Linked DNA regions of Sus scrofa: region 2 is linked to region 1. The links are chromatin contacts, called in public HiChIP or PLAC-seq maps. All regions are on one chromosome and are shown on one strand. The core of a region is the stretch at or near the end of the contact, and the rest is flanking DNA. Distances in the headings are between cores, read along the strand shown. Region 1 holds the start of RBM39 (RNA-binding protein 39). Region 2 overlaps PHF20 (PHD finger protein 20).

Region 1 (3,326 bases), core at 257-2,756:
CCTAGGGGACCACGGTACAGCGATAAGTCACTCAATTACTACCTTATGATTGACAGTTCACACTGGAATCAAAGGTGAATTCATGGGAGTAGAGGTGAGATATCGTTAGGCAAGTCTACAAAGAGAGATAGATGGGCATTTATTCATCACGCTGAAGTGAAACTACTGCACAATATTATTACATCAATAGCATATATTTACTTTTGTAAGTTATAGTAATGCATCTCTGATAAGATAAATCAAGAGGGCTCCGGGAGGTTAGTCTACATTTCAGCAGTAGTTTCGTGAATATTGCTAAATTAAGAAATAGATAAACCTCACCGACATGTTTTTTCTCACCTTCTTGTAAGGAGCCTCAAGCATTGCTTCAATATCAATATCGTCTGCCATTTTCTCTAAACGCCTAGAGTTAAGAATGAAAATTAAGTGAGTAAACATTTAAAAATTCTGCCAGATTTCCTTCTTACCCGACGTACTCCAAAACTTAACAAAAGCCACAAAGATTGATTCAAGTGGGACTTTAGCAGGCTTGGCAATCAAACATGAAATGTCCCCAAGACCGGTAACGCTAAAGCGGATTAACTACCCGATTTTTAAAAATCCTACTTACTCAAAAACAGAACCCAAGACCAACGAGCGAAAGCGCCTCTTTCCGCGCAAAACCCGCGCTGCCATTTTAGGGGCAAAGGGAAACTCCCTTAGTTGGGAGGGGTTGTGTGCCATGGCAGCGTTCGGCTGGCGCCATGTTGGGAGGTCGCGGCCGGCCCAGGCCTCCAAAGGACAGGTCCCCATCTGCCCGCGGCCCCTCTAGAACCCGTACCACCCCCAAACTCTGAAATCTCCCCGACCGGAAAAGGGCGCGGTCGCCGAAATTTAATCTATTTCTGGAGAACTGCTCCCCCACCCCAATCCCGCCGCATGAGACGGCCTAAGAAGTGCCCATCAACCCAGAAAAAAACCAAACTCAAAAAAACGCTAACATTATGCGAATCCGCGACGCCCCCTTACCTGCGTGGCCTTTCGGGCCCCTGCGGTGCTTGGGTTCGGAAAGAGGGGGGCTGCTGCTGCTGCTGCCGCCGCTGGTGCAACTGTTAAGCCGCTAGGCCCAGGCCGCGATACCGCCCAGCCCGAATTTCGGGCTCCAAGAGCGGATAGGCCCAAACGAATCTAAAAGAAACAATGGGATTAAAGGAGCCCACGCGGGAGTTATGGATGGCGGCTTCGGCAGCACCGGATCCACCCCTGCGACAGCTTCGGCAGGCTCTCTGAAATGGCGGCCGCTGCTTCCCCGTACTCACATTCAGCAACACACATACACACACACAAACACACGGGGCCTCACAGAGCCCTCAGCACGGGCTCTCGCGAGACGTTGCCCCTACTCCTAGGCCAGAAAGGCCAAAACATCGCGAGAATAAGCATGGGGCCCTAGTGACCATAGCCCAATCTCGCGCAATGATTGCGCCACAGATATTCCCATCCCCCACCCGGGGAGCCGCTTTTGACTCCCCCCTCCAGATAGTCTTCCTCATCTCGCGAGACGGCGCGAGTCGCTAAACGCGAAGGCAGTTGGTGCATTTTTTGTCAATCTGATACAAAACTCTAAGCTGAATGGAGCTCTGTGGTTGCCGCCTCCTCGCGACACCACCCCATAACCGTCTGAAGGTTTCTCCCTCAGAGATGACGGCTTCTCCCCTCCCCCGCGCCCCCCACCTAGATGTCCGTCAAGGTCGCCATAAAGCGACCTAATCCAAATGGTGGATGAATAAAACGAAAACGAAAATCATATGTGGATTTTCCGGCAGGGGCGAGAACGGAGTGAAAATCATGTAAGAGATAAGGCAAGAGGAGATGTACAGGGGCAGGGGGCTAAGGCTGTAGAACAGAAATTGGGTTTCCTCGGCCTTTGGAGCCACTGGACTAAGGCGCTGCGTCTTCTGTCGATCTTCAAAACAGTAGTGGGAAAAGGCAAAGAGAAGGTGAAAAAATACTGCTTTCCTTGGCAGGGGACCAAGTTTGTGCCCTCCGAATTTATAGTCTGGCCTTGTGTCAGGGTTGCTATTGTTTCTTCAAAAATATCCCCCATTCCCCTGGGACTTGGACCCTCCCTCCCAGATGCCTGGCAGAGTATATAGATTCACCACTTGTTCTTTGAGCTACAGTGCTGCAAAAGAGAGGGGAGCAGACAGGTCACTGACCATAAAGCTTTTACCTCTAAGATAAAAATGTTTAGGAGTTCTCCTGTGGCAAAGGGGGGTAAGGAGCCCTCATTTCTGCTGCAGCAAGTATTGGATCCCCACCCCCTACCCCGGAGCAATGGGTTAAAGATCCCAAACTGCCAGGGTTGCCGTAGCTGCAGCTCGAATTGGATCCCTGGCCATGGAACTTCCATCTGCCACGGGTGTGGCCAAAAAAAGGAAAAAAATTTTTTGAAAGAAATAGGTAATTTAAAAGCAAAAAATCTTGAAGAAAACTTAAAATATGTTAACAGCTTAACGGTTGAGGGCAAAGATTTGAAATGAGCTTGGGCAAGTGCTCCAACACTGAGTAACCTTGGACAAATAAACTAACCTATCGGAGCCTCTCCTTCATTTCCTCCTATGAAAAAGGTTATAGTTAATAGGCTTAACTTCTTGATCCTGACCTAGGTGAATAATGCTTAACAGCTATTTCTCATCCCTTAGCCGCATACCAGCCAGGTGGATATTGGATGTGAGTGAATGAATGAATGGTCTAATAGGAGTATAGTGAGGATTAATGTGATAGCTGTAAAATGTTTGGCTAATACTTAATCATCAAAAAAGTTATGGGAGTTCCCATCATGGCTCAGTGGTTAGTGAACCCAGCTAGCATCCATGAGGACTCGGGTTTGATCCCTTGTTCAGTGGGTTAAGGATCCCTTGCCGTGAAATGTGGTATAGGTCACAGATTTGGCTCAGTTCCCAGCATTGCTGTGTCTCTTGTGTAGGCTGGCAGCTACAGCTCTGATTGGACCCCTAGCCTGGGAACCTCCATTTGCCACAGGTGTAACCCTAAAAAGACAAAAACAAAAAAAAAAGTTAACTTAGGGAGTTTATGCTGTGGTGCAGTGGGTCAAGGATCTGGCGTCTCTAGGGTGGCCTTGAATTAGATCCCCTGAGCTGAGAAATGGGTTAAGGATTCCTCATTGCCCCAGCTGTGGTGTAGGTCACTGCTGTGGCTGGGATTCGATCCCTGACCCAGTAATTCCGTTATTTGTGTGGGGAAAAAAAAAGTTATTTCTAAACAAAATTATTTAGAGCAAATGTATGTGTTAAAGTGACTTTCAGGGAATTTCCGTTGTGGCA
Region 2 (3,326 bases), core at 542-3,041, 120 kb after region 1:
TTTTTTTTTTTTTGCGGAGGGGGGGGGTCTTTTTAGGGCCATACCTGTGGCATATGGAGGTTCCCAGGCTAGGGATCTAATCAGAGCTGTAGCCACTGGCCTATGCCACAGCCGAAGCAATGCCAGATCCAAGCTATGTCTATAACCTACACTGCAGCTCATGGCAATGCCAGATCCTTAACCAACTAGAGCGAGGCCAGGGATTGCCACCCAATGGTTACTAGTTGGATTTGTTAAAGACTGAGTCATGATGGGAATTCCTCCTGATAAAAATTTTACTTTGATGCCTGCCAAACGGTTATTTCTAACTCTCATCTTTTCTTCTACACTTGTTAGTTTGTATTCTATTGTAAGGAAGAGCCTGCCTGTCCTGACTTCCTCCCTGCTTCTTCCATTCTGGGGCCTGGGATCAAACCTGAGTTATTAATAATGCCAAATCCTTAACCGCTAGGCCAGTAGGGAACTCCTTTTCTTTCTTTTTATATCCACATGGACTGATGGATTCTTTTGTTCTCTGGGTTACAGTCTGTCTCTATCATTATTTATTTTAATCAATTATTGTCCCACATTTGGCCAGTGGGAGCCCTTCAAACTGGTTCCTTTGTCATCTTTACTTTGTGGCATAACAAGATGTTCCAAGCTTATATTGTTCTTATCCAATCTTGGATTCAGTCTTTTCTGTAAGAAGCCCTTTCTCCACTTTACATGGAGAACTGTAGTGAGGAACCAAGAGCTGAGTGCTAGGTGTGCTCATGGCTCCTGGGGCATACAGAGAAAATGTGAAAGTTCCTCTTTACTACCTGCTTTCCTAGCTTGAGCTCCTCACTAGAGCTGCCAACAGTTTGATATCTATCCTTATGGTTTCCTTTCTGTGCTTTTTTTTTTTTTTTTTTTTTTTTTGTCTTTTCAGGGCTGCACCCACGGCATATGGAGGTTCCCAGGCTAGGGGTTCAATCGGAGCTGTAGCCGCTGGCCTACGCCACAGCCATGTCAACTTGGGATCTGAGCTGCGTCTGCGACCTACACCACAGCTCACAGCAACGCTGGATCCTTAACCCACTGATCAAGGCCAGGGATCGAACCTGCCACCCCATGGTTCCTGGTCGGATTCGTTTCTGCTGTGCCACAATGGGAACGCCTCTGGGCATTTTTATAATACGTTTTTTCCCATGTGTAACCATATGTGGGGTCATAGAATATGTACTGATCAACTTCCTTTTCTGACTTGATAATGTATCTTGACATGATCCATATCAGTAAGTACAGAGCTACTTCATTCTTTTAAATGGCTTGTTAGAATTATATAGTGTAGACTTCTCATAATTTACTATCCCTCTGTTTATGGACACTTTGTTTTTTTTTTAATTCTAAGCATTTGACTGGATTTGCTGTGAATATTTAAATTTGTTCATGTTTCTCTTTGGTTGCTTTTTGATGCTTCATAGCTGAGAAAGTTTTTCCTTCATAGACCTGGAAAATGTTTTATTCATAGTATTTGAAGTACATGTCAAAAAAGTATTAAACTATAGGGGTCATGTGGTATCCTCATTGACAAGAATACCAGCTGTATTAGGGGTTGGTTCTGAGGGAACACAGGACAATGAGCCTTATCCTCTGGCTGGAGAAGTGACAGATAGCAAGATCCAGGAGCAGCTCTGCAGTGCTAAAGATAGGGTGCAGCAAATTGTTGTTTGTGCCAGGTGTTGATAGCATGTGGTGCCTGCAAGCCAGGGCCATCTGGACGCCTTCATGCATTTGGAACGAGCTAAGTCTGGGTGGCAGTAAAGACTTGGCTCAGGTGGGTAGGAATGGCAGGGAGAGGGCACACCATTAGCAGAGGTGCAAGCTATGAGAGTGTGAAGAAGCTATTCCTGGGGCCAGGAATTGGCCGGGGCAGCTGCTGAGGCCCATTTTGGATTAATTAATAGGAGATGAGTTTGGAAGGTAATATGGTGCTCAGAATGACATGGGCTTAGAATACCAGACTGAGTATTGCTAGCCAGGATGAATACCATCATCATAGTCATCCGACTCTGAGGTTTTGAGGTACAGGCAATGGACATACAAAAACCCCAGCTATATGGAACATTATTTCTAGGCCAAGCTTTAGAAAACATTGTTTAAAAACTTTTTTTTTTTAAGTAAGAAAGTAATAAGTGCTTATTGTAAAAGGAAAAGTATAAAGCATTACCCAAACAAATAGAAAACAAGTGGGCTTCTGATTCTACTCACTTGCTATGTGACAGTATTCACAAACATAGCTTAAAACAACATATTTACTTTCTCACAGTTTTTGTGGGTTAACTGTTCAAGCACAGCTTAACAGGCTTCTCTGCAAGGCTGCCATCAAGGGGTTGACCAGGGCTGTAGTCTTATCTGAAAACTCTACTGTGGAAGGATATGCTTCCAGTCTCACAGGTTGTTGGTAGCATTCAATTTTTTGCAGGTTGTCAGACTGAGGGCCAGCTTTTTTGTGGGCACTCTCAGTTCCATGCCACATGCATCTGAGTAGCTCACAACATAGCAGCTTGTTTCATCCAGCCAGCAAGTGAGATGGATGCTACAATCTTAATAATCATGAAAGGGACACCCTCTCATCTTTGTCTGTTCTATTAGAGGCATGTTATAGGTCCTGCCCACACTCAAGGGGAGGGGATTACACATGGATGTGGGTACCAGGAAGCAGGGATTATTAGGAGACATTTTATAGTCTATTTCTACCCCCCCACCAAAAAACCCCCACAAGCATTCCTTAGTGTTATACCAAACACCATTATTAAAAGCAAATTCAAGGGAGTTTTCCTGTGGTGCAGCTGGTTAAGAATCACTGCGGTGGCTCAGGTCAGGAGTTTTATCCTGGGCTCAAGAACTTCCTCATGTTGTAGATGTGGCCAAGAAAAATAGCAAATTCAGATTCTGTGGACCATTTTTCCTCTCATATACTAAGGTATAGTAGTAATTTTGGAGAGGCAAGAGCAAAGAGTGACTTGAGATTTTAAGTCTGGTAACCTAGGACAGAGCTCTGTGCTTTGCCTCAGTTCTTGCAAATGAAAATCTGTTAAACATGAGGGAGAGCACAGAGTATTTAAATGGTAATACCCGTAACTATTCGCAAATATTTATTTCCGTACTGCTTTCTAAAACAGGAATAAATTGTTTTCAGTAGTATACCTTCTATTCCAAGGATAATTCGATTGCCCATAACTTTTGAACCAGGTTCCCTGGAGGATTTAATATACGTATTTTCTGCACGTTGTCTCCTAGTAACTGCTTTTCTGTTGACAAAGGGCCATAGTATCCCAAGAGTGGATGATGTCACTTAGCTG

The links. HiChIP or PLAC-seq counts read pairs in DNA pulled down with a chosen protein or histone mark.
Region 2: an H3K27ac HiChIP or PLAC-seq map of skeletal muscle shows a contact between it and region 1. The contact joins the enhancer-like site here to the promoter of RBM39 in region 1. A contact is called at or near these places in 5 of 47 Hi-C or Micro-C datasets (embryonic fibroblasts, fetal heart ventricle, fetal skeletal muscle and 1 more) and 2 of 2 datasets of contacts at active chromatin or transcription factors (alveolar macrophages and skeletal muscle).

The regions. Positions count from the first base shown.
Region 1 is chr17:39,063,297-39,066,622 of Sscrofa11.1, forward strand. RBM39 (RNA-binding protein 39) reads right to left here and starts at 1,507. Exons shown (of 17, transcript XM_021078281.1): 1 at 1,009-1,507; 2 at 340-403; 3 at 1-115.
Region 2 is chr17:39,186,125-39,189,450 of Sscrofa11.1, forward strand. All of the region lies in intron 9 of PHF20 (PHD finger protein 20), which reads left to right. Among named protein-coding and RNA genes, the nearest start is that of CNBD2, 58 kb to the right of the region's middle. Within about 2 kb of position 1,792, at least 2 of the 83 cell types and tissues checked have an H3K27ac peak or open chromatin away from gene starts, as enhancers often do. A contact at or near this core is called in skeletal muscle, where this site is marked.